Linked DNA regions of Mus musculus: region 2 is linked to region 1. A link is a contact called in public capture Hi-C data. All regions are on one chromosome and are shown on one strand. The core of a region is the stretch at or near the end of the contact, and the rest is flanking DNA. Distances in the headings are between cores, read along the strand shown.

What was found. Capture Hi-C pulls out chosen DNA fragments and counts their contacts.
Region 2: a capture Hi-C map of macrophages shows a contact between it and region 1, with 6 times the contacts expected there. The contact joins the promoter of Sco2 here to the promoter of Panx2 in region 1. A contact is called at or near these places in 4 of 39 promoter capture datasets (the C10 cell line, cranial neural crest and pre-B cells), 2 of 115 datasets of contacts at active chromatin or transcription factors (both in bone marrow-derived macrophages) and 4 of 9 other capture datasets (adipose tissue, liver, macrophages and 1 more).

Annotation. Positions count from the first base shown.
Region 1 is chr15:89,057,257-89,061,186 of GRCm38.p6, reverse strand. It overlaps Panx2 (pannexin 2), which reads right to left and starts at 1,461. Exons shown (of 3, transcript NM_001002005.2): 1 at 888-1,461. The coding sequence starts at 1,113.
Region 2 is chr15:89,372,609-89,376,827 of GRCm38.p6, reverse strand. Sco2 (SCO2 cytochrome c oxidase assembly protein) reads left to right here and starts at 2,937. Exons shown (of 3, transcript NM_001111288.2): 1 at 2,937-3,145; 2 at 3,226-3,405. It overlaps Ncaph2 (non-SMC condensin II complex, subunit H2), which reads right to left. Exons shown (of 20, transcript NM_001115132.2): 20 at 3,978-4,219. Tymp (thymidine phosphorylase) reads left to right here. Exons shown (of 11, transcript NM_138302.2): 2 at 71-251; 3 at 387-589; 4 at 1,228-1,326; 5 at 1,703-1,832; 6 at 1,953-2,071; 7 at 2,415-2,577; 8 at 2,666-2,896; 9 at 3,005-3,145; 10 at 3,226-3,405. The coding sequence starts at 80. The coding sequence ends at 3,383.

The sequences.
Region 1 (3,930 bases), core at 212-2,711:
TGGCCACCAATTTGATTTGTGGCTATGGATACCTGAGTCTGCCTCAGCTCGGCTCCAGTGGGGATGCTATTCCCCATCTCGGTGTGTCACCAGAAGCCAGCTCCCTAGTGCCTCAGCCTGTCACCTTAGGCAGGGCCCACTCTACATGTGTACTCTCCTGTGTACAACCGCAGGCGCACCCACAGGCTCCCTCATAGAGCAGGCCCAGTTCTACTCACCTAACACGTCAGCTCCTTAACCTGCTCACTCTTCAGTGACCTGCCCTACCCTCTACCTACACTGCCTTTGCCAGTCAAGGGTGGCTTCTTGGGCCATTATTGCTTGATGCCCTCCGGGGCCAGCCTCTGTCTGGCCTCCTCTATAGAAGAGCTTTGGAAAGGGATGTTTCAGAGTTCCTCGGGAGTACCCTCACTTTTCCTACACTGTCAGCCCCAAGAACCCCATGCAGCATCATGGGATTTTTTTCACTTATCCCTGAGCAATGCCCTCAACACTCATCCTTCTCTGGTCCTCATCTGGCTATTCCTCCAAGCCTCAGCCCTCCCTACCCCCACCACCCGTGACGTGACATGCTACAACTCAGACCCCACATCCCATTCATCCCGGGGGCCAGCAAGTGTAGGACAGGCCTACTCTCCTCACGGCTTGAGGCTGAAGGAATGGAAGGCCAAACAACAATAAAACAGAGGAGATGTCTCAGGCGGCCCTGTCTCAACCCCTCATGCCAGACTGAGGTGGTGCCCAAGGTCTGTGATGAGACCTGCGGGCAATGGCTCAGCGGCTGGCCAGGTGGGTGCGGTCTAGCTGGCGCTGGCTGCCTGGCGCTGAGAGCCAGCGCGCTCGGAGCGCTGGGCGCTAAACACCTGCGGACGCGCGCCCTGCCTCACCTGCGAAGTTCTTGGTGAAGACCAGGGTGACCAGCAGGATGGGTACCAGCACGGTGCCGATGGTGACCACGCGGTCGAACGGCAGTTCCAGCTTGAGCTGCAGCAGCAGCGCGGCCAGCGCGCCCGCCTTGTCGTCCTGCGAGCCAGGCAGGATCAGCTCCCTCAGCTTCTCGCCCGCCAGCAGCGCGGTCGCCATGTCCGCCGACTGCTCCAGGAGGTGGTGCATGGGGGGCGGGGGCGCGGCCCGGCGGGGTACGGGCGGGGGGCGCGGGCGGGGCCGCGCGCCAGAGAGGGCGGCGGGGGGCGACGGAGACCGAGGTCACGGTGGGGGGGGGGGGCGCGGAGCGCTGGAAGAGGGATGTCAGCGGGGATGCGGCGGGGCTCGGGGGTCTGCCGCCCCGCGAGAGGGGTCGAGCTGCCAGGGCGCCGGGCCGCCGCCGCCCCCGCCGTGCGCTGTAGCCGGCCCGCGCCCTGCGTCCCTCCCGGGGGCGGCGGCGGCTCTCCTGCCTGGGCCGCGCGGCCCGCTCCCGCCGGGGAGGGGGGCTGTTTACCTGCGGCAACTCCGCGGCGTGGCTCCGCCCCCAGCCCCCCCACCCTCCACGTAGCTGCGGCGTTGGCGATGACTTGCAGAAAAAAAAAATTTTTTTTTTTAAATGAAACGAACCGAGTTCATATTGACCATCCCCTTGCATCAGGGTTGGGCCAAGCCCTGGTCCCCCATAGCCCTGTGCACAGAAAGAGGCGGATCGCCCGCTCTGGGGTTAGATCGTGTCTGGTAGCCAAAGGGTTCTAGTTCTACACCTCAGCTCTCTTGCTCCTCACTCGGACCTGGTCTTCACACAGGCGCAGAGGCTGCCGTGTGAGCTGTTGCAGGCAAGGGCAAGGAAGCCCGAACCCTCTTTCCCAGGTTAGTGCCTGCACAAAAATGCCGTGGGGCGTCCTCTCCAAAGCTCCTGGATGCCTCTTCACTGCAGCCATGTCCCGGACCCAGGGGCGCCCCTTTACACGCTGTGATGGGACGCCAGCCAGTGCGGATATGCTTGTACCTAGCATCTTCACTGCTTCACCCACTGTCGGCATCCGTGGAGCTGGGCCAGGGTGTGGGGGCTTCTAGGATTGTCACCTGACCTCTCTGGGCTACCCACATGTTCTCTCCTCCCAGGAGCTACTGTACACAAACTTTTGTGACCGTGGCCTCCTGCAAGATTCCTTGGCTCAGTATCTCTCCATCATAGCCTTTCCTGTGTATGTCTGGAGTAGTAACTTCCTTCAGTATCCATAAGCTATCTGGAAACATCTCCTCCGACCGAAGCAAAACCTGGAGGGACTGCTGTCCCGTGAGGCCTGACTCCTCCTGGTGCATTCTTGCTCCCACAGACATTACCTTCTTCACCTTACTCCCTGCGGGTGGTGAGCAGCCATTCACTCCCCATGCCTAGGATTCCTGGCTGCGCTGGCAAGCCCTCACCCCAGGCTTCCCAAGGCAGTCCTTCCTGCACCCTCCCTGGCCTCTCAGAAGGGTTATGCTGTTCACTCCATCATCCCACCTTCAGAACCCTATATTTTTTGTTTTCCTTTGGATTCCTAGAGCTTTCGCACACTGACCCCTTCTCAGCAGGTTGGTTTTCTCTGACCTGCAGGTCTCCCTTACCCCCCCGCACCCCACCCGCAAATGTTGTCTCCTTTGTTATCTATTTGTGCATGCCTCTTCAAAGGCTCTATCCATCCACTCTGGGTGGAGAGTTATATTCTTTTAAAAAACTATATATGGGTGTACCACCAGCATGCAGTGGCCATGGAGGCTAGAACTCCCCAGGGCTGGGGTTACAGGTATTATAAGCCACTATATGGATGCTGGTAATTGAACCCAGTTCCATGGACTTTTTCCCAATACCTCTGGTCACTTGCAACAGTCTGCTTGGATCCTTCTGGCCCCTGCAGGCACTGCGCTCTTGAGGTACAGACATACATGCAGGTGCAATACCCATATACATAAATCAATAATAAAGACAAAAATAAACGTTTAAATAGAGTTGCCCAGTAATGAGGCAACAATGCCCCTGCTAGACACCAGAGGCTAATAAATAAAAAGCCCAGTACCAGGAACTGGTTGTTTAGTCGTTGGCCACTGAATTTCCCTAGGTCCCAATATTACAGGCTACTACCACTGTTCTTGGCTGCCCTCGAACTTGATAGTGAGACTCTGTTGCTGACTATACCGCATACTGGAGTCATGGGACATGGAGAAACTAAGCAAGTACTGACCTGGAAGCTGCAGTGCTCCTGGCTACCTTTCACACAGTCTTACCAAGCTGTGAATCCTGCAGTCTGTGACGACAACCGCTCTAGTATCCCACCGAAGCAATAGTGCCATAAACATCATGGGAGCAGCCAACCATTTGTGATTGACTTAAGTCCTACTTCACAAGGTGATCCCACATTGCTGGGCCAAGAATCTATGGCTAGATGGGTCACGGGCTCTATGGGATAACCCATTACTATTATCTTGCTAAATGAACATAGTCCTGATTAATTGAATTAATGTATCTTTTTGTTTTGTTTTTGAGACAGGGTTTCTCTGTGTATCCCTATCCCTGGCTGTCCTGGAACTCACTCTGTAGACCAGGCTGGCTTCAAACTCAGAAATCTACCTACCTCTGCCTCCCAAGTGCTGGGATTAAAGGCATGCATCATCACTGCCTGGCTAATGTATCTTTCCACCCTTATCAATGAACCTTCTATTTGTGGTAGGGGGTGATGAAGAGAGACTCACAAGTGGCCATGAGCAGCTTCTCTGTCCCCATCCCATTGTTCCCATTTGTGAACTGCCTTCGTTTACAACTGACCACTTCAACCTGCGGCCAGATGCCTGAGAGGGTCAGGAGTATCGAGCAAACCAAAGCTTCTGCATCAAGCATTGCTTAGGCTTCCTTGGCAAAAGCTCATTACTTGTCTTCTGGGGTCATGGGCAATGAATGTGAAATTCCATTTTGGGTACAGAACATAAAATATTCCCCCCCCCCTCAAAAAAAAGGAAAGAAAA
Region 2 (4,219 bases), core at 1,688-4,187, 310 kb before region 1:
GACCATGGATTCAAAGACCTGGATGGGGTGGAGGTGGGGAGTTCCAGTGGTGTCTCAATATCCCTTACAGACTGGAGCAATGGCAGCTCCAGGGACACCACCTCCCTCGGCCTCAGGGGGAGGAGGTGGGGAGCCCAGGCAGCTGCCTGAGCTGATCCGCCTGAAGCGAGATGGAGGGCATCTGAGAGAAGCAGATATCAGAAACTTCGTGCACGCGGTGATAGATGGAAGAGCACAGGACACACAAATTGGTGTGTGGTAACTAGACCCCAACACCCCTTCCAGCTGCCCCATACGCACCTCAGGGATCCACAGTACCCCACCACCATCACGGCCCCAGAAAACTCAGACTGCGTGAACACCTCGCTCATTGTATCCATACTTAGGGGCCATGCTAATGGCCATTCGGCTGCAGGGAATGAACCTAGAAGAGACATCTGTGCTGACTCGGGCCCTTGCAGAGTCTGGGCAGCAACTGGAGTGGCCCAAAGCCTGGCACCAGCAGCTTGTTGACAAACACTCCACAGGAGGTGTGGGTGACAAGGTTAGCCTGGTTCTGGCACCTGCCCTGGCTGCATGCGGCTGTAAGGTTAGTGACCACGTCCTCTACAGACCTCTGACCCGCTCACAGGAACCTCCAACCCTCCAGCCTGGCTCAAAGCTCTCAAAGACAAAATCCAGGGCAGTCCCATCGCTCAATACACAAATTCCACCATGGAGTAGAGTTGCCTCTGTACCCAAGAGGACCCTTTAAGAGCTAGCAGGCCCCACAAAGAAAGAGCGGGGCCTTCCTCTTCCTGTCCTTCAGACTTGGGCCCCAGATGAGTGTGTGCCAACTCCTGACCTACTGACAAACTGCTCCCACCAAGTACAGTTTATCTTCCTTTCCACCAATTGGGCACCCTCATTAACTGTTTAAAAGACTCTAAAATAGCCGGGCGTGGTGGCGCACGCCTTTAATCCTAGCACTTGGGAGGCAGAGGCAGGCGGATTTCTGAGTTCTAGGCCAGCCTGGTCTACAAAGTGAGTTCCAGGACAGCCAGACCTACACAGAGAAACCCTGTCTCGAAAAACCAAAAAAAAAAAAAAAAAAAAAAAAAAAGACTCTAAAATATAACTGCTTTTTTAAAAGTAATTTCATATGAGGATAGGATAGGTTCTTAGTAGAGGATAGGTAAAATGAGGTTAAGGGCCTGCGTGGGGGCAGTCAGCATCCCTCTCCACCAGGTGCCAATGATCAGCGGCCGCAGTCTGGGACACACAGGGGGCACACTGGATAAGCTGGAATCGATTCCTGGGTTCGGTGTCACCCAGAGCCCAGAGCAGGTACAGGTGGGCCACTAACTGATCAATGATCTGGGTTGAGGGAGTCACTGGCCCGAATCACAGGATGATCAATGGACAGGTTATTTATCTGGGTCACTAATGAGAGAGAACATTGACTATTCAAAAGGTCATTGGTTGTAAATAGGCCTGGAGTCATCGAGAGAACTTTGATCGGGATCGTTACTTGGGAACAGGGAGAAGCCACTGATTAGCTGGTACGCATTAATGTGTCTGTCATAACTAATCGGGATCCTTGGTAGGTTAGCCATCAGAACCATACTGACTCTCGCTGGCCATGTTTTGAACTTCTGTTGGGTCAGTGGTCAGGGCCAGTGGGTGGGTCCGTCCCTAGAAGTTAATGAAGGTGTCTGAGCAGATGCTGCACATCCTTGAGGAAGTCGGCTGCTGCATTGTCGGCCAGAGTGCAAAGCTGGTTCCTGCTGATGGGATCCTGTATGCTGCACGAGATGTGACAGCCACTGTGGACAGTGTCCCACTCATTACAGGTGACCTGAAACGGGGTACCCTGACTGACAGACAGTCCGCTAGGCACTGCCGCTTTTCTCAGAGAGGCAACTCTTCCTGTGCCCAAGTATACCCTGGGATGATGTTTCTGGTCTTCGCAGCTTCAATCCTCAGTAAGAAGGCCGTGGAGGGACTGTCCACTCTGGTGGTAGATGTTAAGTTTGGGGGAGCTGCAGTCTTCCCAGACCAGGAGAAGGCCCGAGAACTGGCAAAGATGTTGGTGAGCCGTGCTAGGCCACAGTGCCCTTTCTATGAAGGGACATGAGCCTCACATTCCGTCCTATCCCTGCCTCTGCCCACTCAACAGTCCTGGAAGAATAAAACGGCAATTCCTCTTTCCAGCCCTCCTACCCTATCCAATCAAAGCTGTCCTGACTGCGGACCTGGGGAAATCCTCCACAGAACCCCCGCCACTTAGGGCAACCAACCAGAACACCCCCATCCCCTCTGAGGCCTGGCAGTGTTGGTTTCTGATCTCTAACCTAAGCCTTTACTGACACCTTAACCCAGGGACAGCAGGTATGGGATTTGATAATGCCGGATACTGAATAATGCCTCCCCAGGTTAGAGTGGGAGTGAGCCTGGGGCTGAAGGTCGCCGCAGCCCTGACCGCCATGGATAACCCTCTGGGCCGCAGCGTGGGCCATACCCTGGAGGTGGAAGAAGCGTTGCTTTGCCTGGATGGTGCGGGGCCGCCGGATCTGCGGGACCTGGTCATTAGGCTAGGTGAGAGGGCTGGAGTTAAGACCACCAGTTTGTATGCCAGGAGCTCTCAATCCCTGCAGCTTCTGAGCTCCACCCCGCCCGCCAGCAGGAGGCGCCATTCTTTGGATTAGCGGACAGGCGGAAACACAAGACCAAGGCGCCGCCCGAGTGGCCGCGGCGTTGGATGACGGCTCCGCGCGGCGCCGCTTCCAGCTGATGCTTTCGGCGCAGGGCGTGGACCCCGGCCTAGCTAAAGCATTGTGCTCCGGGAGCCCCACGCAACGCCGGCAGCTGCTGCCTCACGCCCGAGAGCAAGAGGAGCTGCTCGCACCGGCAGACGGTGAGACCGGATATCAACGGCACCAGATCCCACCCACTTCCTCTCCCGATCTTTCCTGGTCCTGGCACGTGCCTCCAGTAGGTTCTCAGTGTCCACCCTCTCCCTTAGGCATTGTTGAGTGCGTCCGAGCGCTGCCGCTGGCCCGTGTGCTGCACGACCTCGGAGCCGGACGCAGCCGAGCGGGGCAGCCGATCAGACCGGGAGTGGGTGCCGAGGTACTGGTCGACGTGGGCCAGTGTTTGTCCCGAGGTAAGCGCTGTCTGGAATCCATAAACAACCCTTCCGGTCGCCCGCTGTGACCTAGGTAACCGCCTCTGTCGCTCGCGCAGGGACACCCTGGCTCCGCGTGCACCTAGACGGCCCTGCGCTCAGCAGTCAGCAGCGACGCACTCTCCAGGGGGCGCTCGTGCTATCAGATCGAGCACCCTTCAAGGTCCCTTCACCCTTCGCTGAACTTGTCCTCCCACCGACCATCGCACAGCCCTAAGTCTCGAACCCAGCTCAGCCAGGTGAGTTCAGTTGGGCAAGTCCTCCCCCAAGGGGTGGGACTGGGTGAGGACGCTGTTAACATGTGGCCTCATACTCTGCTGCTACTGCTTCATCTAGCTTATCACATGAGCTAGAGACCTTCTGAGGCCCAGAAAATGGACATATTGGGAATATTTGCCAGTCCCATCTTCTCGGACTGGTCCTAGCTCAGGGCTGATGGTGCCCTGGACGTATCCTCCATCTCATAAGAGATCCAGGTTGTAGCCACACGGGGGCAACATACTGGGGGAGCCCAGTAGGCTGGATGCCAGTGGCTCTAAATGCTAGTTGTAACAACCTTCCCTGGGGAGAGGGGGGGGGGGGAGGATGAAGGGAGATGGCAGGGCTGAGGGACTGCAGAGGGGCAGGGTACGGCATCCAGTTAAGTGCAGAGGAGTCTGCCTGCCCAGGAAGGTGAAGGTCAGACAGTTCAAGGCACAGTGGGCTGAGCTGTGTTACATTACAGAAAACAAGCTGGAGGCACTTGTTTTCTGCTGAGCCCCAGATTACCCTGAAGTGACCCTAAAGCTAGAAAGGATCACCTCTTAAAGGTGGTCAGCCAGAGGATCAACAGCCTCCCTATAAAGAACAATTTATTGTAAATAGACACATGCATCCCAGTGCCCAGGCAAAGCATATTCGCGGTGCTTCCAAGAATCCACAGGGAGGCTTGGCAGTTGTGGCGTGGGTTCTCCAGAGGTTGGGGTCATGAGGCTGAGACTCCCTGGTTAAAGACGTAGGTTAGAGCAAACCAGCTATGGACTTTTGGTGTTGCCTGGACTGCATGCAGCTTAC